2 separate regions of the Zea mays genome follow, and region 2 is linked to region 1. A link is a contact called in public Hi-C data. All regions are on one chromosome and are shown on one strand. The core of a region is the stretch at or near the end of the contact, and the rest is flanking DNA. Distances in the headings are between cores, read along the strand shown.

Region 1 (3,905 bases), core at 1,087-3,586:
ATTAGACCAACTCAACCATGAGCATAAGAGCTAACCCAACCCATAGAAACATGGTGAATGGTATAGTCTATCCATCCCCACCTAACATCAAACAAACTTTTAACCTACATCATGTAGACTATCTCATCTACAAATTCTATCCTACCTTTGGATATTCACCTTATACGACTAGTTACCCCAATCTGGACATAAAACAAAGATTAGTCCCTGCTAAAGAATCTTCAGATCATAACCAGCTACTGGTCTATTCATTCTGCTTACCAAATATTTTTCATTACAAAACTATCCTACCATATGCTTCTAACTCTCATGGTCAATACCAGGAAGGGAAGATTATCAGGCAACAACGAACATAAATGAATTCTCCAGATCCTCCACTGGTTGGAATCGATCAAGTGGTTGCCACCCAAATGATGGTAATACAACAAATGGCAAACATGGTTACCGAAATGCAAAATCGGATAAGACAAGAACGCGAGGAAATACGTCAGGACCGGCTGGAGATACGTCAAGAAATAAGGCAAGCACGGTTGGAAAGACAACAACAACAACCACTACCTCCGTCACCACCACCGGCTCCACCAAGCTACATAAACATATATATATATACTACTATTTGTAAGATCTAAGTGTTACTTTAGTTAGTAGTTAGTATGATACTATTTTAGGAGGAATAATAAGGTCTAATTGACCCCATGTGTTGCTAATAAATTATGCATCATGCTGAGATTTTGTTTGTGCATATGTTTTGAGATAACATAGTTATACACTGTTTTCTTACAAATCTCGAGGACGAGATTCCTGTTAAGGGGGGTAGGATTTGTAAGGCCCAAAATCTATATAAGAAAAAAATAATAAAATAAATATGAGAAGAAATAAAATATTAAATTCAGATATCTCAAATTATACTTGAATGCTGAAAATTGAGGAACTAAATTTTGAAAACCAAGAACCATTTTAGAAAAGAAGTAATAGAAAGGTTTTCTATTCAACTAAATGATTATGCATATCATGATGCACCATAAGCATTTATTTACATGAATATTTAATTTTGAAGTAACTTTTACTTCTTATCCCACATTTAAAATACTATTTTTCTAAAAATAAAGAAAACCATATGAGTGCTTTTCATATTTCAAACATCTACCAAACAAATAAATCAATTAAAATAAATATATATCTATTGCTTCATAATCAATTTTGAGTATGTATTAAAAATTTGAATTCCTAAACTTTAGCTTGGATTTGGATTATAAAATTTGTAAATCAAAAGAGGATGAGAATTTGGATTTAACCCAAAGGTACAATTTTTGAATTTAAGAAAAGAGAAAGAAAATATTGTATAAAATAGAGAAAATAAATACATAAATAAAAATATTTTATTCCTACTGATTTTTGAATGTGAGCAGTTAACTCAAGTATGAATCTCACACCTAAAAGTTGAATTCAAATTGGAAATCAAAAATTGGAAAAGAAAAGGGAAAAGGGAAAAATAGAGAAGAAAAAGAAAAGAAAAAGAGATGTTGGGCCGCCATCCTCACTGACTCGGCCCAATTGGGCAATCTACTTACTCGTGTGACCTAGTTCGCCCAGGAGACCGACTGGTGGCCCCCACCAGTCAGTTGTGCGCGCACCAATTCGTTCACTGAAGCTACGCGCTAACAACTAGGCCCCGACCTTCAACCTTCTGTGCTGGGTGAACACATGCGCCTGTGCCACTGGATGGTGGTGCCAACCTGTCAGGTCCGTCCTCAACCACCAAGCCACACTCCGCGGACGCCATCGCGATCCTCGCATCCGTGAGCATTGACCCAGAGCTCATCGTCGCGCGCATATAAAAGGACCGGGCCGCAACCTTCTCTCCTTCTGCAATCACTCACCCACAATCGCCTGCGACGAGTCCCTCACCGTGAATATCACCCTCAGCTGGCGGTCGCGAATGTCAGACTGCCCTTCCACCACCGCTTGAAGACAATTGATCGCCGCCGCGCCTTGTCGGACGTGCCCTGGTGCTTACCCTGACCCTGGGGAGCGAGTGCGTGGCCATAGCTCTAGAGTTTTGCCGCCAGGACTTTGCTGGCCGGTGTTGTGACTCCGCCGCGAGCCACGATTCCCCGTGGTCAGACCCCACTGCTTCATCATTTCCAGTGTGGATTCCTTCCCTGAGTTCGCCAGGTCCTTTATTACGTTTTGCGCACTGTGGATTAGGACCTAGGGCTTGTCTGCATAGTTCCGCCGTGCTCCGGCGAGATCTGTGGTGGGGGAAGCAGGGCGCCGCCGGGTGCTATGACTGGGGTTGGGGAATAGCCCTTGTCGTGGATCGTCGCGTGGACGGCCACGGTTAGAAGCGGAGTACCGGTTCAGCCAAGGAGTGGTGGTCGTCCGATCGGTATTGTACGGGGCTGGGGCGTGTTCCACCATTTTAGATCTAGACCATTGATCCGTTCACGTACGTGCGAGATTAGATCGTTGTGTGTACCCCTTCGTTCTTTTGATCCAAGACGTTGGTCGGTGTCACACCCGTTTCCAAGGGGCAGAGCTGGGTGCATAGCACATGTGTGCCAGGATCTATTTCCACACATATGTTGACGTCACAAGTGTAATATATCAAAAGAACAATGCATAAAAGTGTAAATAATGATTATATTAACATATTACACTTTGAACAGACATAATGTCTTAACCTTTATTCATCAAAGTACAGCGAAACATGCACATCCATCCACAGGAAGATGACCGGGGGTATCACTAGACTAGCATCCATGGAGTTCAGCATCATATCTTCATCTGCAAGCTTGTGATCAAAATTTAAGCAAGGGTGAGCTCACTTATGGTCGGGGCTCAGCAAGTGGGGGAAAATTAATGCAAGTTTAACATGGTGAGGCTATGGTTGAGCAGTAAGCATTTTAGTTGGTCAACATTTTGTTAACAACACATGTCTTACTAATAAGTGTGAATCCCAAGTATTCCCATTAAACAAAGGTATAAGAGTATATCAGAAACACTTAAGTGAAACCACTTAAGCAAACCATTGGCAGATCATCGGATCTCGATTTATTTCCATCTTCAAGTTCAATTATCATGTGAGAAGTCCAGGCTGCTCATAACCGTGAGCACAACTGATATAGCAGTTTTACACTCTACAGAGGTGGCGCATCTTTACCCATGAGTCGTGATTCCCTTATAGCCTGGGTTAGCTAGACCCGTATTCACTTCCGAGGTGAATGGCCAGGGTCTCACTACGAGGCCTCTCCCTAGAGTCCTCATTACGCAATTGCTAGAAATGGTCAACTGCATAAGGTACACCTACCGTAACCAACTTATAGTCTAGACTACAGGGTAAAGCTTTGGGAACTATGCCCGTATCCAATCTGCCTGAGCCGGAACTATAAGCGCTTGCCAGATGCCCCTGTTCCGGTCGACCACGACCAACACCCAACATAAGACTTCCCTAGTTATTTAGCCAAGACCAGAGCCATGATAGTTCTCATGGTAGCACTGTTTTCCTGGGTGGTCACTCCATGTTCCAATTAACATGCAATAATCTTGTTTAACCATCGGGTTAACAACAATAATGTAAACTTACCATTTGGAACATTAGTATCATAAACAGGAGTAACTGCATAAATTTAAGGTTGTAGCAATAGCATAGCTACTTGATTAGATCATAATCCAGGTTAAACAAGGAGTAAGGTTGGAAAGGTTAGGGGTATCTAAATAGGTAACCCATCAAATTATGCATATATATATCCAAGAATAAACTTTATTAAATGTATTATTTGGGATCAAATAGAGTATGGAGAGGGAGAAGTCCACTTGCCTTGCTTATTGAAAACTTGAGGTTCTTCCATGGATAGGAACAGATCTTGATTCTTAACTACTAGATCAACCACTGAATATCCCAC
Region 2 (3,799 bases), core at 273-2,772, 170 kb after region 1:
ACTTTACGACATTCCCTCAAGCATCTAGTTTTTTTACCATATGGATATGTATGGATACAATATATATATAGCAATTAGTTTTATTGTCTATCCCAATTAAGAATGGCCACAATGTAGCATTTGATTGCCATACACCTCTAATCTATCCTACATAAGCAAGAATATGTTAATACAGCGGCAGTTTGTTACATTACCTGAATTTATTTATTAAAATGGCCATTAAAAAGGGTGTTTTGTTACCTATATGAACACATATTGCACTATATACAAATTGAACTGTGAACCATGAAATCATTGAAAGGATGTTTTCGTATTAGAAAAGGTTAGCTGGTTTACTTTCAGAAATGAATTTATCAGTGAGGCAACTATTAGATACCTTTTTAAAAAATATATAACATTTTAGTTCACTTTTAAAAAGGGATTAAAACATCATACCAAGGTAAAATAACCAACTTTAGTCGCTGCAGCATTGTTTTGATGTAAAAAAAAGAGGTTAGTATTACAGGCTCCTTCCTTGAACACTAAATCCTATAAGTACTTCGATGCCCTATATGTCATTCCTCCAATTGCAGTCAGTACATAGTTTACCTCCTTTATTATAATATATAAATTTAACAATGCATTTTATAGCTTCTTTCTTCGATATTTAGAAGCTCAAAAAAAGTGTTCAACTGTGTAGGAACAGTGAGATCAATGATTCAATGCCTGCACCTAGATATGACATGTGGTGATTTTGTTGACTGTACTTTAAACTCAAGTTTTGAACAACTCATTAAACTCAAATTGTGAACAACTCATTGTAACACATAACTGTTGTCTTTTCTACAATGTTCACTATTATCTTGTGTATGGTTTCTATTATGCTCCTAGAACCTTCATTGCAGCCGTCGAGTTTTTTTTGCATGTGTATATATATGTCCGAACCTCGTGGTGCAAAAAAACATGAAAAATGTTGAAAAACAGGTATTATGCTGGTAAAGGCATATGTGGTTGCAGACATGTTCAACTAATATCCTTTTTTCACATATTTGCCAATGATCCGATTATTGTTTTTAAACTTTCTTTACCATGAAGATTACTAATTGTATATTGTTATAATTCAAGTTTAGTTATATTCCTTCTTCATATAAAAGTATCCTACAATAAAAAATTGTGCGCGCTCTGGCGTGCGCCAACCACCAGTATATATATAAAGTGAAGGGGTAAATAGCGTTAGTCAGAAAAAGACAACATTGTATTGGTCACAACATTATATAACATGTTTTGTAACGATAGCGTTAGTGCAGAAAAAGGTACGCATCTGAAACGGACGTGCCAGCAAAAACCGCCACGTGCTGAACCGCCTGCCGCACCGCACTAGCGTCCGCAACAGCAGGAGACGTCCTCGCTTTCCACCTGCACAGAGCGCCAGGGCCGTAGCGTGCCGATCGCTCGATCCCACCAACTGAGGCCACTGTCTAGTTGCCGACTCTCCTCGCAGGCCGCAATCTCGCAGACACGCACCGTCGCGGTATCCGTATCGCCAGAGTCCTCACGGATGGCCTCGCCAGCGATGGTCCCGCTGCGGCAGCTCTTCGTCGACGGCGAGTGGCGCCCGCCCGCGCAGGGCCGCCGCCTCCCCGTCGTCAACCCCACCACCGAGGCTCACATCGGTGAGTAAGCTCCCCCGATCACTGTCGCCTTCTATTATTATACTCTACTAGCTTTTTACTTGGCCTGGCGCTGATGCGCTGGGTTTCGCGTGCGCGCGCAGGCGAGATCCCTGCGGGCACAGCGGAGGACGTGGACGCCGCGGTGGCGGCGGCGCGGGCGGCGCTCAAGAGGAACCGTGGCCGCGACTGGGCGCGCGCCCCGGGGGCCGTCCGGGCCAAGTACCTCCGCGCTATCGCCGCCAAGGTACGCTGGTCCTCTTTGCTCTAGCCTAATTGGGCCAGAAACCACTCCTGTGCTGTGCCTCTGCTTCCAATGGTTGGTACCTACTAGCCCCTAAGCTAGTAAGTTATTCAGAGTGGATTGAATGTGTGACAACTAAGTAGGGGGTGTTTGGGAGTGAAGTTTTTTCAAAGTTTTAGAAGAATACTGCAGTATTCTCAAAAACTATAGTATTATATACTAAAAAGGTGTTTGGCAAGCCAGCTAAAATCTCTGTTTTCAAAACTAAAGTATTACAAATACTGCAGCTCTTTTGAAGTATTCTAAACTTATGTTTATACCTCAGTTTTCTCTGTAAAACGCAGCGTGCACATCTCTCCCACGTGCAAAAAAATACTTTGCTTCCAAACACCTCTATGTATTCAATACTGTGGTATTCTAAAACTGTAGTATTTTAAACTGTGGTATTGTCATGACTAAAATATACCGTAGTATTTCAAAAACCGTGGTTTCCAAAAACTTTGTTCCCAAACAGGCCCGTACTTGTGAAATATACGTTGGTTTCCGTACACTCCATTACTGTTTCTGCGTTACATGAGCAGAGGCACAGAAAGTACAAATTAAACTCCTCCAATTGTAAACCAATCTATTCAGGGGAAATCCTTATGTTCTGCTTTTGGTGTGAACAAACTATTGCACTTCCCATCAATACAGGGTGTGTTAGCTTTATTATCAACTCCAATTTCAAAACACCTCAAAAGATCTTTCTCTTTAAACTTCAATTGAGAAAGTCTTGTAACATTTGGCTGGGCCATCAAAGTTTTGTTCAAATATATTCACATATGTCACATTTTGTGTATAAGAATGTCTTCTTATTCAGGTGATTGAGAGGAAACCTGAGCTGGCTAAGCTAGAGGCACTTGATTGTGGGAAGCCTTATGATGAAGCAGCATGGGACATGGTATGTGACACCTTATGGAAGTGCAATTTATTTTCACTAGCTTGCAATTACAATCTGTTTGGTATTCCATTTATCAGGATGATGTTGCTGGGTGCTTTGAGTACTTTGCGGATCAGGCAGAAGCCTTGGATAAAAGGCAAAATTCCCCAGTTTCTCTTCCAATGGAAACTTTTAAATGTCATCTCCGAAGAGAGCCTATTGGGGTAGTTGGGCTGATAACTCCTTGGTATTTTCATTTCCCCCTCACTTAGCTGTTACTTGTATTTATGACCAAAACTCACAGGCGAGTGCCTTATTCAGTAATACAACTTCATTTCTCATAGATCTCAGGGTTGTATAAATGTATAGCGAATAAACTGCATATTCTCTAACCACACACAGTCTTTTAAACCTAATTTCGATAACTTTCCTCATCACCATTCTGAAATATTTCCAGTATTCAGATTTGTACTTCCTATCCAGTGTTGAATCTCACCTATATATCCAAGTTAATGTCAATTTTTTTTGCTTGTGTCAATGTTTGGCCAATATCAAGTATTCTTTCTATGTTGATATGACAGTGAGCTTTGTCCTAGTATAAGTGTACGCTTCTTTTCTAGAAACTCACTATTGTGTTACTATCTTTGTTCACATAATTGTTGTGCGGGCCATTTCAGACTATTATGTCTATATATAAGATGCTGTTGACTAAGTAACTTATTTACTTATATTTATGTTTTCTTCATATGTTCTTGTTTTACTTATTCTGATTCTGACTCTAAAGCATTATACTTTGTACTTGTATTTGTGTTGCAGGAACTATCCTCTACTGATGGCTACATGGAAGATAGCCCCTGCATTGGCTGCTGGTTGTACAGCTGTGCTGAAGCCATCTGAACTGGCTTCTGTGTAAGTATTAGCATGTTATATCATGTTCATGCTACAAGCAACAGCATTTTATGTGCCTACGTTTTGAATTACCAGGAC

What was found. Hi-C and Micro-C count contacts between places; a contact is called where the count stands out from the background.
Region 2: a Hi-C map of tassel shows a contact between it and region 1, with 4 times the contacts expected there. The contact joins the promoter of AMADH1A here to the enhancer-like site in region 1. A contact is called at or near these places in 7 of 25 Hi-C or Micro-C datasets (bundle sheath, ear, endosperm and 3 more).

The regions. Positions count from the first base shown.
Region 1 is chr4:82,292,390-82,296,294 of Zm-B73-REFERENCE-NAM-5.0, forward strand. No RefSeq gene overlaps it. Among protein-coding and RNA genes, the nearest start is that of LOC103653444, 86 kb to the left of the region's middle. Within about 2 kb of position 2,337, at least 19 of the 20 cell types and tissues checked have an H3K27ac peak or open chromatin away from gene starts, as enhancers often do. A contact at or near this core is called in bundle sheath, ear, leaf and 2 more, where this site is marked.
Region 2 is chr4:82,464,617-82,468,415 of Zm-B73-REFERENCE-NAM-5.0, forward strand. AMADH1A (Aminoaldehyde dehydrogenase 1a) reads left to right here and starts at 1,523. Exons shown (of 15, transcript NM_001164335.1): 1 at 1,523-1,652; 2 at 1,754-1,896; 3 at 2,753-2,833; 4 at 2,911-3,059; 5 at 3,629-3,721; 6 at 3,797-3,799. The coding sequence starts at 1,538.